Regions from separate parts of the Macaca mulatta genome. Here region 2 is linked to region 1. A link is a contact called in public Hi-C data. All regions are on one chromosome and are shown on one strand. Each heading gives the region's core, a stretch centred on a gene start, on an enhancer-like site or on the middle of the called end of the contact. The rest is flanking DNA. Distances are from core to core; before and after follow the strand shown.

The links. Hi-C and Micro-C count contacts between places; a contact is called where the count stands out from the background.
Region 2: a Hi-C map of fetal cortex germinal zone shows a contact between it and region 1, with 2.9 times the contacts expected there. The contact joins two enhancer-like sites. A contact is called at or near these places in 2 of 14 Hi-C or Micro-C datasets (fetal cortex germinal zone and fetal cortical plate).

The regions. Positions count from the first base shown.
Region 1 is chr2:57,141,292-57,148,037 of T2T-MMU8v2.0, forward strand. No RefSeq gene overlaps it. Among named protein-coding and RNA genes, the nearest start is that of ARHGEF26, 150 kb to the right of the region's middle. Within about 2 kb of position 3,725, at least 13 of the 40 cell types and tissues checked have an H3K27ac peak or open chromatin away from gene starts, as enhancers often do. A contact at or near this core is called in fetal cortex germinal zone, where this site is marked.
Region 2 is chr2:57,421,330-57,428,075 of T2T-MMU8v2.0, forward strand. All of the region lies in intron 11 of ARHGEF26 (Rho guanine nucleotide exchange factor 26), which reads left to right. Among named protein-coding and RNA genes, the nearest start is that of DHX36, 81 kb to the right of the region's middle. Within about 2 kb of position 3,317, at least 7 of the 40 cell types and tissues checked have an H3K27ac peak or open chromatin away from gene starts, as enhancers often do. A contact at or near this core is called in fetal cortex germinal zone, where this site is marked.

The sequences.
Region 1 (6,746 bases), core at 2,475-4,974:
GATTTGACTACATATGTGACTTAAGGGAAACTCTTGCCCTTACTGCTACTGTCACCTCCATCACCACCACCATGTAGAACCACCGTACAAGGTCTGAAATATCAGCCATTTCTTCCAGTTAATAAATAAGCAGCCCTGCAATTCTTGGCAGATGGATGTCCATATCTGATCAGAGAAAGAGCACAGGGTGTTTTTATTTCTGGGAAGAGGGGTTACACGAGGAGAGAATAAAGATAGCATAAAAATTAAAGAAATAAAAGACAAAATTTCATCTTTCTCCAAAATTTACCCAGACCTAACCCTGCCTATTAATTCATCAGAAAATAAAAAGAACACAATATTTGAAGACTTTGAAAAGTTCGTATAGTTTTTGTACCATAGCTGTGTGAGCTTAGATAAGTTACTTAACCTCTCTGAGCCTTGGTTTCTTTATCTAAAAAAGTAAGTAAATGACAGGAGTATACCTACTTAGTTCACAGAAATGTAAACTGATTAATTTACGTCATGCTTCTTACAGGCTTCCACCAAAGATCCCCACAGTGATTGAGAGGGCATCCATGCCTATGCAGATTCTGGGAGCAGGGCCAGTCGTAAGAAATCCAACTCATGCAAAATTTATTTGTAGTTTCATACTTTAACTTCAATATTAACACATACACTATATTCTACTCTGTATGTATGTGATTTAAAGAAAAACAAATATTTCAGAATTTTTACCATCAAGTAAAATTGATGCTATATGTTTACCTTCTGGTTTAGTGCAACTCTGGCCCACTCTCCAGTTTAAGAAGCCCAAATTTATGTAAAAGCACAAATGGAGTGCATTCTAGTGCACAACAGATGCTAGTAAGTATTCGTTTTCTCCTTCATTCCCCTCATGTTGCCTCAGAAGCCAAAAGCAGATTTTATGTCACCTACAGGTTTTTCTCTCCCTCTTCCTGCCTGAAATGCACACAGGAGAGCAGAAAATAAACTAGCTGTTGGGAAGTCCTCAATCAGGGACAATTTTGATCCCCAGGGCACAGTTGGCAACGTTGAGACATTTTTCATTGTCACAACTAGGGAAGTGTGGCACAGGATACTGGCATCTACTGGATAGATGCCAGGGATGCTGCTAAATATCCTATAACACACAGGCTAGGCTCCCACAACAAAGAATTATCTAGCCTGAAATGTCTATCATGCTGAAATTATGAAACCCTGAGCTATAAGTAACTGGCCCCAATGTGACCCTCCGCAGCAGAGACCCAAGCTAACTGATCTATGCAGGAGTGCTTTATTCTTTGCCAGGCTGTAGGCACTCCCACGCTTCATGGACCTAAATTTAAACTTGAGCTAGTTGAAAACTAGTTCAAAGTCTTTACTAGATTCTGATTTTGTTCAGAAATGAAAAGCTTACTTTTCCAAGGAGTTCAAAACAGAATTCTGCCAAATAGTCAGTGGTATTCGTTTCTTTATACTATATTCCATATTCCCCTGCAGAATACTAAACAAACAAACAAAAAAAACCCCTATAAACTAACTTATTTATATTCTAAGGGCTAATTGTGACTTGTATTCTAACCTTATGCTTTCTGCAAAAAGTGTGAAAGATCAAAATACTCCATTTGATGCCAATGCTTGATCCAAGAAGATACACACACACACACACACACACATACACACACACACACACACAGACTCCTCAGGGGATTTAAATAATGCTCTTCACCCTCAGCCAGGAAGTGGGATGTGTCATTTCACAATGTGGTTGCTGAAGAATAAACTCCTAAATGTATCTGCCCTTCTCACTCTTCTCTTTCCTCAACCTGGCATTCATGGCCTGCTTGTTGACATCTATTTCATGCCAAATGGTGCTCAGAAGTCATAGCACCATTGGGGACTGAGTTGAGAAGTGTTTCAGAAATAAGAATATCCTTGAGAGGGAAAGATGTGAAAATTAATAGGAGTTAGACAAGTTGTAATGGAAATTTAGCAAATAGATATTTACCTGTGAAAATGATAAAATGTGTGTTAAATCACGTAAATTATATCTTTATATACCAAAGAGCGCTGCCACCCAGACTCCATATGTGCCACAGTACAGATAGTTTTCTTAAAGCCTGGTCGACTTTTCCACATTTGGTTTCTTCTCATCTCTGAGCACAATAAACACTGAACTTAATGGTCAGTGCATGGAAACTAAGAAGGAAAACTCTTGGAACGTGATACAAGCCAAAAATGGCCAGAAAACTTGAGAGTCAACCAGTGAAGTACTTGTGCTTTCCAAAGAGCTTTGTTCTGCTAGAAACTCTCAGTGACAAGAATGCCTAGTTTCATTTGACAGGGTTCAGAGTCAAGCACTACCCTTAGACCTGGACAGGAGGCTGTCCTGCCCTAATCCCATGCTCTTGAGTGATCCCCCCTCCAAGGGATAAGGAGCCAACAAGACCAGAACTGCCCAGCTGCCCAAAGGCCACACTCTGGAGGCTCAGGACCTGTAATTCCTGTTCAAACAGCCCCAAACTTCCTCTGAGAGCTACATAAGCCTTTCCCAGGTTTGTTCTTTCTTTCCAACAGAGCACCTGGGCTTGAGGAGTGAGCAAAAGGCATTTGTACATGGTGTTTTTGAAAAGGTATGGGGAATGGAGCTTGGGAATACACACTAGGTAGGGTACCCACACTTTGTAAGTCAGACCCTCATGGTGCAGAATAGAGCAAGGGATGGAAGAGAAGGGCTGGGGGCAAGGTGAGAAGAACAGAGGTCAAGGCCCCAGGACCATGAATACTCAACTCTCTGAATACTGCCACAATCTGGCTAACTTCAAAAAGTTTAAGAGGCTGGACAAGGTGGCTCATCCCTGTAATACTAGCACTTTAGGAGGCCAATGTGGGAGGATCTCCTAAGGCAAGGAGTTTGAGAACAGCCCTGGCAACATGGGGGGACCCCATCTCTCCAAAAATAAAAATTAGCTGGGCATAGTGGCACACACCTGTAGTCCCAGCTACTCAGGAGGCTGATGTGGGAGAATCACTTGAGCCAGGGAGGTGAAAGCTACAGTAAGCTATGATTGTGCCACTGCACTCCAGCCTTGGTGACAGAGGAAGACCGTGTGTCAAAAAAAATAAAAATAAAAAAATAAGAAGAATTCTAAATGTGAATCTGATTTTTTATGTCTTTAAGAAGGTGTTTTGTCAAGACAGGTAAATAGAACATTTTATTTAACAGTCTGGTAGCTTAATTTATAACTTTTAAATATTTAACCATGAGAAATGTGGGCTTGCATTTGTTCTCTTACCCCATTTCTGAAAATAAAATAATGTGAGAATTGCTCCTCACCAAAGTCCTGCCTCCCATAATAGCTTTTGCCATATCGGGTTCACTGGAGGTGGTTTTGCTCTTAACTTCACTGTATCTTAACTATGTTTCCCCTGCCTCTTGGAGTTTGGATAGCACCATGTATTCCAATTCGTTGGACATTTTTTATCTACAATCTGCTCGCTGACAATCTGATAACTAGACCTTTGTTTCTAGGTAGCTTATTGAACTGGATTTAACCTTGTATTTTTTATCCTTTCCTTACCCTTCTCACCCTCCTCTGTCCCAGGCAGGCACCCACATTCATGCTTTATTGCTCCCTCCCCTATAACTCCTTTTATAAAGTCTGACTCATTTCAGGCCCTTTGTGTGTTCCTTCTGGCTTCATCTATGGTGACTGCCTGCCAATTTCTCAGTCTCTGCTCCTCCGCTCCGCATACTTTCTGGCTGCTTCTCAGTTCTCATTCTTCAGCAATTTCAATTGCTTACACCCGATGAGCATTTGCCTTCTTCCTTTGCTTCTTGTATCTTTATGGGAGATAGGAAATTAATTGTTTATTCCCAATTTTGGTATTCTTCCTCTCAATTCCTCCCAGACATTGAGTCTCCACCCCACTGGGGGGTAAGAATAATAATAATTTTAAAAATTGCTTTTGTAAGAATGGAAAGGAAGCGATCCCATTCCTCCCCTTCATAAAGGTCACGGCTGGCATTACTCTAACAAAGACAAGTTCAGAAGAGAAAAGCATGACAAACTTATGTGATCATAGTTTGATGTGACACAGGATTTATGCTTAGGTTGAATGGAGTAATGGCAGCCATGTAAAAATACGATAGGACAAAACAGTTATAATCTAATGCCAAGAGACTTGAGTGTAGAAACTTAGCAAGTCCTGTCCAAAATTTTATCTGGACTCTCTGTGCAGCATTTTTTCCTCTTGGATATGGGGTAGGACCCCTTTGAAATGGGGTCTTAATTTCTTCAAAACCAGCTGTTACACAGAAAGGCAGTTTGCTGGGAGCTGAGAGTAATATTTTTAGGTTTTATGGTTGGCTTTGGGGAAAAAATGGCTCTGGTTTCTCTGACCTGCCTAGGGGAAGGGAGATTCTCATTTCTATGCCTTGCCTCCGGGGAGAATGAAGGGGAAGAGATGAGAAGACAGGACAAGGTCAGAGACTTTGCTTCTAAGACTGTTCCTTAGGCCTTTTGTTGGGGTGTTGTTTTCTGAGCCCCAGCACTTCTACTCCAACACTGACTAGATTGCAGCTGGCTTTTGAAGCTGGGAGAGTGCCATATTCACCAGTGACTTTCCAATCATTGCTTCGCTTTCATTTCTTCTCAATTTCTTTTTTCTCTTTTAATAAAAGTTGCCAAGAAACTTTACAAAGTGACTAGAAATATAGCAGAGTTAAAATCCTTTACCAAGACCATTTTATATATCTAAATATGAGTTACTAAGGTGGCTGAGAGGCTGTCTTGTGCTTATGTGTTTATGTGGCTTTGAGATTATGTGTTTTATTTTATAAAATTAGTGATTAATTAGGCTGACAAAATGACATGAGACTTTTTGAAAATTTATCCTGGAGACCAGGCATGGTGGCTCATGCCTATAATCCCAGCACTTTGGGAGTCCGAGGCAGGCAGATCACCTGGGGTCAGGAGTTCAAGACCAGCCTGGCTAACATGATGAAACCCTGTCTCTACTAAAAATGCAAGATTAGCTGGGCCTGGTGGCAGGCACCTGTAATCCTACCTACTCGGGAGGCTGAGGTGGGAGAATCGCTTGAACCTGGGAGGAAGAGTTTGCAGTGAGCAGAGATCACGCCACTGAACTCCAGCCTGGGCGACAAGAGCGAACTCCATTTCAACAAAAGAAAAAAGAAAAAAAAAGAAAAGAAAAATTACCCTGGAATTGCAAGACTCACTATGCTGGAAAGAACCTTAGAGATTATCCAGCCCCAATCCCTTGTTTACTAGTAGAAAGACTTGGAACAGAAATTTAAGCAGTTCGCCAAATAATAAATTACAGCTATTATGTATAGCTTATGTGCTGAGGACCTCATCTAATACTTAAAGCAAGTAATTCCTATAGCAAATATACTATTTTATGGTAAAATTTTAGAAATATTCCTATTAAAACCAGGAACAAGGCATGATGACTTTTATTACTGCCACCCTTTGACATTGTTCTAGAGGGCCAGGCCCAATAAAACAAGAAAAATAGTATTTTATGTATAAGGAACACTTAGAAATGTTTAGATGGCCATAAAGTAAAAGACTCACAGTATGAATCACATGAAAAATTAAAACTTTTATGTTTAAAAAAGTGACAACATAAACAAAGTTAAGAAACAAATGAAAAATGGGGAAAATATTTGGCGTCTACATGGAGAAACAAGATTAATATGTGCAGTATGTAAATCAGTTAAAAAGAAATAAATATCAAGAGAAAAATGAGACAAAATATATAAATAGAAGATGAAATTCAAAGAGTCAATAAATGTAAAGCATCACACTAGCATCAGATCGGAGGTAAATGAGAAAAAAAAATGTTAGTTGTATAAAGACACCAAAATCGTACTGTAGTAAGTTTTGTATTAAATCTCCTGACAAGTCATCATCATGGCAGATGGGAGGCAGGAATAGATTGTAGCTCCAACTCAGACAGACACAGCAGCATGCAGAGGCTCACATCATGAATTTTAGCTACAGATAAACTGCAAGCAAAAAACCAGCAATCCCAAGAGGACCCACAGACCCTCTGAAGGAAGCAGACTGCTCCTGCAGGACCCAGGAGACACCCCAAATACTGTGAGTGCCCCAACTGCAGAAGTGGGAAAGGGAGAGCCTCCTCTCCTGAACACACACCCCACTGGAGAATCTGAAGGTCTTTTTGCAGGAGAAGTTTCTGACCTTGCCTGGAGCTGAGTCAATTTAGAGAACCAAGCAAAATCCAGAGAAAGCAGCAGAAAGGCCCTGGGAGCTCAATGGGTCCCCAGGCAGGCCATTCCTGCCTGGCACCACAGGGATCCAAAGGGAGGGTGGCCAGAGGAGCCAGAGGGTAGGGGTGAACACCACAGGGAGAAGGAAATCTCCAGCTAACTTGGTAACAATTTGAACTGGGTGAGAAACCTCCTGGCCAGAACTCAGAGGACGGCACAAATCCAGTGTGCAGACTCCACAGGCAGGGGAAGAACTAAGCCCTTTTCTTTTGCAGCTGGAAGGTGGGTAACCTGGGGTAAGTTCTCAAGCCCAGCTTGCCCAACACCTGGAAACAGACTTAAAGCTGTTAAAGGGGGCATGGTGGGTGTGAGACCAACCCAGCCCTTTGGTTTGCATGGGAGCTGGGTGAGGCCTGTGACTGCTGGCTTTCCCCCACTTCCCTGACAACCTGCATGACTCAGCAGAGACAGCCATAATCCTCCTAGGTACACAACTTCATTGACC
Region 2 (6,746 bases), core at 2,067-4,566, 280 kb after region 1:
ATGTATAATTATAATAGTATATAAAATAAAATATTATCAATAACAAATTATAAATATATACACATATTTATAATTATATACATGGTCCAGCTCCCTCATTTTCTTCCCCCATGTGAAGTGAGACTCACAAAGGCCATACAGGAAGTGAGTTATTGCCAAAGCTGGAACTAGAATCTGGCCTTCCTGACAGTCTAGCACACTCTCTAGTAACAAATTTTAATCTTTTTATGGAGAAGCTGCCAACCAGTAGGCTGTTCCACCCCCACTTCGCTGCTCAGTTTGGCTTGTTCTGGATTTGGAAGGAAAACTCCAGGAAGTCAGTTGCCATTAACTGTGAGAAACTACTAAAATACATAATATTTTAAGCCCAAAGACTTTGTTATTTTTTATTTTATTAAGATAGAGGTTCACTCTGTCACCGGGGCTGGAGTGCAGTGGCATGATCTCAGCTCACTGCAACCTCCCCCTCACGAGTTCAAGTGATTCTCCTGCCTCAGCATCCCAAAGAGCTGAGATTATAGGTGCTTATCACCACGCTTGGCTAATTTTTTTATTGTTAGTAGAGACGGGGTTCACCGTGTTGGCTAGGCTGGTCTCAAACTCCTGACCTCAATTGATCAGCCCGCCTCAGCTTCCAAACGTGCTGGGATTACAGGCATGAGCCACTGTGCCTGGCCAAAATACATAGGCTTTAAAAAGGAAAAAGGTTGTGGAAACCTAGATGTTAAATTTAGGGTATCATATGGGTTGGAATATTTTATAATAAAATGCAAAATAGATATTGCATCCCCAAAATTATTTTCCATGTTAAACTTCCTTTTTTGTTCCTTTGCCTGTGTTTTTCATACTTCCTGGAGTGCCCTCTTCAGGCCTCCTCAGGTGGCCAGGTAGGTCCTATTAGGGCCCATGTCAAGCCTTTCCTCTGCTGAGGAACCTCTCAGTACCGCACACTGCAGTCTCATCCTGAGAATGCCCAGTGCTCGCTGTGTGTGACACTCTTGTCAGTTCACTTTCCCCTCATGTTTTCTGTCTCACCCACCCTCCAGTGTATGACTCCAAACCCCCAGCCTACTCCTACATCCTTCCTTCCCTTTACAGAACTTCTCAAGAGAGTGGCCTTCGTTTCTCCGGATTAATTAATTCAGTGGATTTTTGTCAGGCACCTACTTCCCGTCAAGTGCTATTCTCAGTGCTGGGATGTAGCAGTGAAGCATACAGAGATCAGATCTCTGCTCTTAGGCTTATATCCAAGTGAAGAACCGATCCCCTTGGGCTTCCTGCTTTTAGGAAGATGACTGGATGGATGGAAGCTTTTGCCAGTCTGCGTGGGCAAATGGCCTGCAATGAACTGGGATGTTGGGAAAGCATTTCTTCTTGATCCAGTTAAAAATATAGGATCATTTCAGGTAGTGGTAAGTACCTAAAGCTGGTGATATGATCTGGAGTGAGTGCTAATTGGGGGGTGGTAGGGATATGTACTCTAACTTAGGTGGTGCAGAAAAACTTCTCTTAAGAGGTGATATTTGAGCCTTGAGTGAAAAGGGGGAGTCAACCCTTAGGAAAATGCAGAGTCAGAATGTTTCACCCAAAGAGAACAGCAAGTGCAAAACCTCTAAGGAAATGAGTTTAGTGTTCTCAAACTTGGCCTGAACCTGGAGAATGTGGCTGGAGCAGAATAAACCAGGGAGAGGGTGGTGGTCAGTGGGCAGCAAAGGCCAGTTTGTGTAAGAGCAGAGCTACTCCAGTGCTGTCTGTGGGCCGTCAGTCCTCAGGTAGTTACCAGCCTGGTATGTAGGAAGCAGTTTGACATTTCTGAGGCATCAAAACTTGTGATGATTTTAACAATTGATTTTTATTGTATTTCTAAAAACGCTTGGTCCGCAATGGATTCAAGGAGAGGAGACTGGTTCTCTACCAGAGGTATTTTGAGAAGTACTGATTTAGAGCCACGTAAGTCATAGCAGGAAGTTTCAGGAACAGCAGGGGCCCTGGGGTGAGGGACAGAAGTTTCAGTGGGGCGAACAATGAGAACCCTAACCCTAATCCTGTTGGAGTAGTCGAGGGAGTCCCAGTGTTGGCTTGGACCATGATATATAAGAGGAGATAGAAAAGTTGTATTTTGGAGACAAAAACAACAGGACCAACCGATGGATTGGATGAGTTGAGGTGGCAGTAACTTGAAGAGAGGAATCGATGATACTAAGATTTTTGGCGTGAGCTGCTAGCACCATATGTTGAGTTGTTTCTTAATCAACCTTGGCGTGGCTTCTTCCTCTGGCACCCTGTTGAGGCCTCTCCATCAGATTAACAGGCTTCCTGGTTTCACACTCAGCAGTTCAATCTTCCTCTTTCTTTACCTCTCGTATTTAGTTTTATTGACCATCCAGCTCTTTCACGCAAACCTTTTTTTTGAGATTATGTTTTTCTCAGCCTCTTATCTATGCTCTTAGTTTGCCTCTCACACCTATGGCCATTCCTCTTCTCTGTCTCTTCAAAAATGCAGCCTGTCCAGAACCAAACATCAACACTGCCCGTGGCTTTCCCCGACACACACATTCTGTAAATGGTACCATTGACACTGTTTTGTGTTATCCAGTCTGGAGACTTGGTGCTGTTTTTGATGCTTCTGTGTCAGAACAGATCCATCATCTGCCAGTTCTTCCTGTGTAAAAGTCTATTTCATCTTTCCACATCTTTCCATTCCACTGCCTCCTTCCTAGGTCAACCAGATCACTTTTGAACTACCCCGATGACCTCCTAGCCATTCTCCTCTCCCATCAATACAGTACTGTTTTATCACCAATCCCTCAGCTCAGCTCTAATCTTCTCCTTTCCTTGCTTTGTACATAGCGAGTGGGTTCCCAGTAAATATTTTTGGGATTCGTAAATATTATAACTAGCTTTTCTCTATCCAAGACAAGGTAGAAGAGTAACCGGGTGTGGAGAAAAACTGCTTCCTATCTGTCTCTATTTACTGCCCTTGTTGTTACTGCTGGAGCAAGTTTTTCCCAAATTTTACTTGTTTTTCAATGTTTGCTATTAAGGATTCAGTCAGTGTTTTTTGGGGTGTACATCTAAGTCATGTATACTGTGTTATATCTGTTTGTCCATGACAGGCCCTAAGTCATGGTATTGTTAATGAGACAATAGTCTGTGAAAAATACAAAAGCCTACCCTTTATAAAAGGACAAAAGAAGAATGTTTTACCACTGTCATTCCTTTTTCCCTCTGGGTCTTTCAAGAGGAATGTGGGAGCCAGAGAGCCCCCTTTGTCTGCCTTCATTAAAATGAAGCACAGACAGCTGCAGCTGGCACACACAACAGGCTGTGGCAAGTGGAATCCTTGGCTTCCTGCATTTGCAGTAAAATTTAGATGTCATTTGGGTGTAGTGTATACCGTCATGAAACATCTAGGACATGTTCAGTGATGAACATAAACTTTCTTCACTCATTATATGACAGTTATAGGATATGATGACCTTAGCCCATAATCAAATATCCTTCTCAAAATTTCTCCCTCACAGAGCTAGAAGCATAATGAATGTGGTCGGTGCTGTCAACCATCCAGACACCAATTCCTGGGCCTCCTGATAAAGGGGCATTGTTTGCAGGCAGCCTTTGAGCTTTTCCTGCTTCTGTTAATGATTTAATTAACAACAGGAAGTACATGGAATGGAATAAAATTGTAAATAGTATCTCTGACATGTTATATACTTCATCCTTTTAGAAAAATCACAACATAAAGACAGTACACATGGAAACATTGTGTTTGTTGCAGGGTACAGCATTTTTTCCTTGTCAAATCTAAATTCTAAGTCCAATCGTAATCTTACATTTGTCTAGTGCCTGTCAAAGGATCTGATCTTATGTAATCCTCATCACCAACCCCAACAGGACAGGAGGTCTTTTATCAACGAGGAAACATTATTGACCCGCTTCAGGTTAACTGAAGGATTCTGGACCAGATTTTTTAGGTCTGAACTAACGTAATATGATAAACAAGAAATAATTGATTTAACTATATAGCATGTGACAAAAATCAGAATTTTAGAACTCTTAATTAGTGGGCTAGGGATATTATTTTGCTTCAGTTGGATTTTTTTAAATTTGGCAAATTGAGCTGATAATCTAGTTGTTTAAGGCATTTTTAATGACTTTTTTTCACGCTGTGGGCTTTCATGGATCAGTTTTCTGAACTAATCTGGTTGAATTGAATGTGCAAGGGAATGAACAAAAACAGCTATCTTCACAATGCTATTCTTTACAAAGGTTCGAAGGACTTTTTTCAAAGGCCACGTATATAGAAAATTCAAAAGGAACCAAAGGTAAATGTGTAGGCTGTGAGAAGAAACACAAAAGGTAACTGGTCAAATGCCATTTTGGGAGGGATAAAAGGAAGGTTAAAGAGCAACTGAGGGTTCTTTTTTTCTATTGAGAAATCAGGAAAACCCTGTTAAGTGATGGAGTCCTCAGCCTGTGTTCTGTTCTGTGCAGCCTCACCTGCAGCCCTGCCTCTGTGATTTCAAAGCCTGCTTCCTACTTTCTCAGTATGTATCTGTCTTTTGTAGCTGATGCCTGGTATTCCATAAGAAGTGAGACTTTGCTGTATCTTTGACCTTCATGCAATTAACTTTAAACCTGCTGTGCATAATTAATTATATGAGAGAGAGAACAAGGTGCTACCACAGCTGATAGAAAACTGTAGAAACATCATTTCATGCCATGCATGGAGATTGAGGTTATGAAAGGACTGCATTTATAGATATTTAAGTTCAAAGAGTCTCTTCTCCATTTAGTCTTCTCTCTCTGCCTAGGGCAAACGTTTTGGCAGAGTGTTCCATTTCAGCACACTGCACGCTGTGTTGGGTTTTGTTGAGTGTTTTCTGCTCTGTGTGTTCCTTCATATTGCGGGCGGTGAAAAGCCAGGGAGTCCAGCGTATTCACTCTGCACCCCTGCCCAGCTCAGGGCCTGTGCAAAGTGAATGTGGGTGGAGGAAGGAGCGGTCGGGTGAGTCTTGAAAGTTGATATGCTGCAGATGGGCTTCAGTGCAGCATTGCTTACTCTGTCCCTTTGGGCAAAGGGAAAAGTCTGTGAACTGGCTGTGTGGTAGATTGTGAATTCATCTCGATTGTTTTGTATCAATATGTCCCTGGAGAAAATAGATGTCTGTGAGTGAGCCCTAGACTTCAGAGCTAAATTTAATAGTAGGTAAGTCGGCCGGGCGCGGTGGCTCAAGCCTGTAATCCCAGCACTTTGGGAGGCCGAGATGGGCGGATCACGAGGTCAGGAGATCGAGACCATCCTGGCTAACACGGTGAAACCCCGTCTCTACTAAGAAATACAAAAAACTAGCCGGGCGAGGTGGCGGGCGCCTGTAGTCCCAGCTACTCGGGAGGCTGAGGCCGGAGAATGGCGTGAACCCGGGAGGCGGAGCTTGCAGTGAGCTGAGATCCGGCCACTGCACTCCAGCCTGGGCAGCAGAGCGAGACTCCGTCTCAAAAAAAAAAAAAAAAAAAAAAAAAAAATAGTAGGTAAGTCTATGCCCTGGTTTTTCCTGTCCCTAAAATCCATCTTACAACAGCTTAGTTCCTGCTTTAGAGATGTAGTGCTCTCTGCTTCATAGCTGGGGAGCTTTTTTTTTTTTTTTTTTTTTTCCCCTGAGACAGAGTTTCGCTCTTGTCACCCAGGCTGGAGTATAATGGCGCACTCTCGGCTCACCGCAACTTCCGCCTCCCAGGTTCAAGCAATTCTCTTGCCTCAGCCTCCTGAGTAGCTGGGATTACAGGCATGCACCACCACGCCCAGCTAATTTTGTATTTTTAGCAGAGATGGGGTTTCTCCATGTTGGTCAGGCTGGTCTTGAACTCCCAACCTCAGGTGATCCACCCACTTCGGCCTCCCAGAGTGCTGGGATTACAAGCGTGAGCCGCAGTGCCTGGTCTCTTGGCAGGCTTTTGGAAGCCCCAGGGAAAGTCCTGTGGATTTGACAGCATCTGAGATGGGGGTGAGACTGACTCAATTGAAGCAGTTTCAAGAAGCTGCTGCTTTCAGTGATAGCAACAATGAGTGTCTTGTTGTATCCTCTGGAGTCCCTGCGAGGGGCGGCCATGTCTCAGAGATGCTATTAGCATCCAGGCAGCATGCCACAGAAGTGAAAGATTTCATCTGGACCTCTGGAAACTGGCAGCAGGGCAAAGCCACTGCTGATCCTGGCCACTCAGTGCCAGAGACGGTGTCTGTGTACAGGAAGATCTGCCTCACTGGCTCTAAGTTGCTCTAAATTGCTCCGGAAGACAGCAGTATAGGCTGTGTATAACTTGTTTGGGTATGGCATAGAGAGACACAAATGGATCATTTTCGATTTCTCTTGGTGAGCAACTCTTCCTTTCATAAGGTATTTTGTTTTCGATTGGCTTTGTACTTTGGAAATTCCACTGAAGCCTGCGTAAAAAATGATCTTATTCCCAATAAAGACATGATAGCAAAGATAGAAATGTTTGCCTGGGAATTATTTTACATGAAGTTGTGCTTTGCTTATTTCTTATAGAACTATGGTACAGCCCTTTGTCTTGTATTAGAGAGAGAGGTTTTTTTTTTTTTTTTTTTTTTGAGACGGAGTCTTGCTGTGTCGCCCAGGCTGGAGTGCAGTGGCCGGATCTCAGCTCATTGCAAGCTCCGCCTCCCGGGTTTTTACGCCATTCTCCTGCCTCAGCCTCCCGAGTAGCTGGGACTACAGGCGCCCACC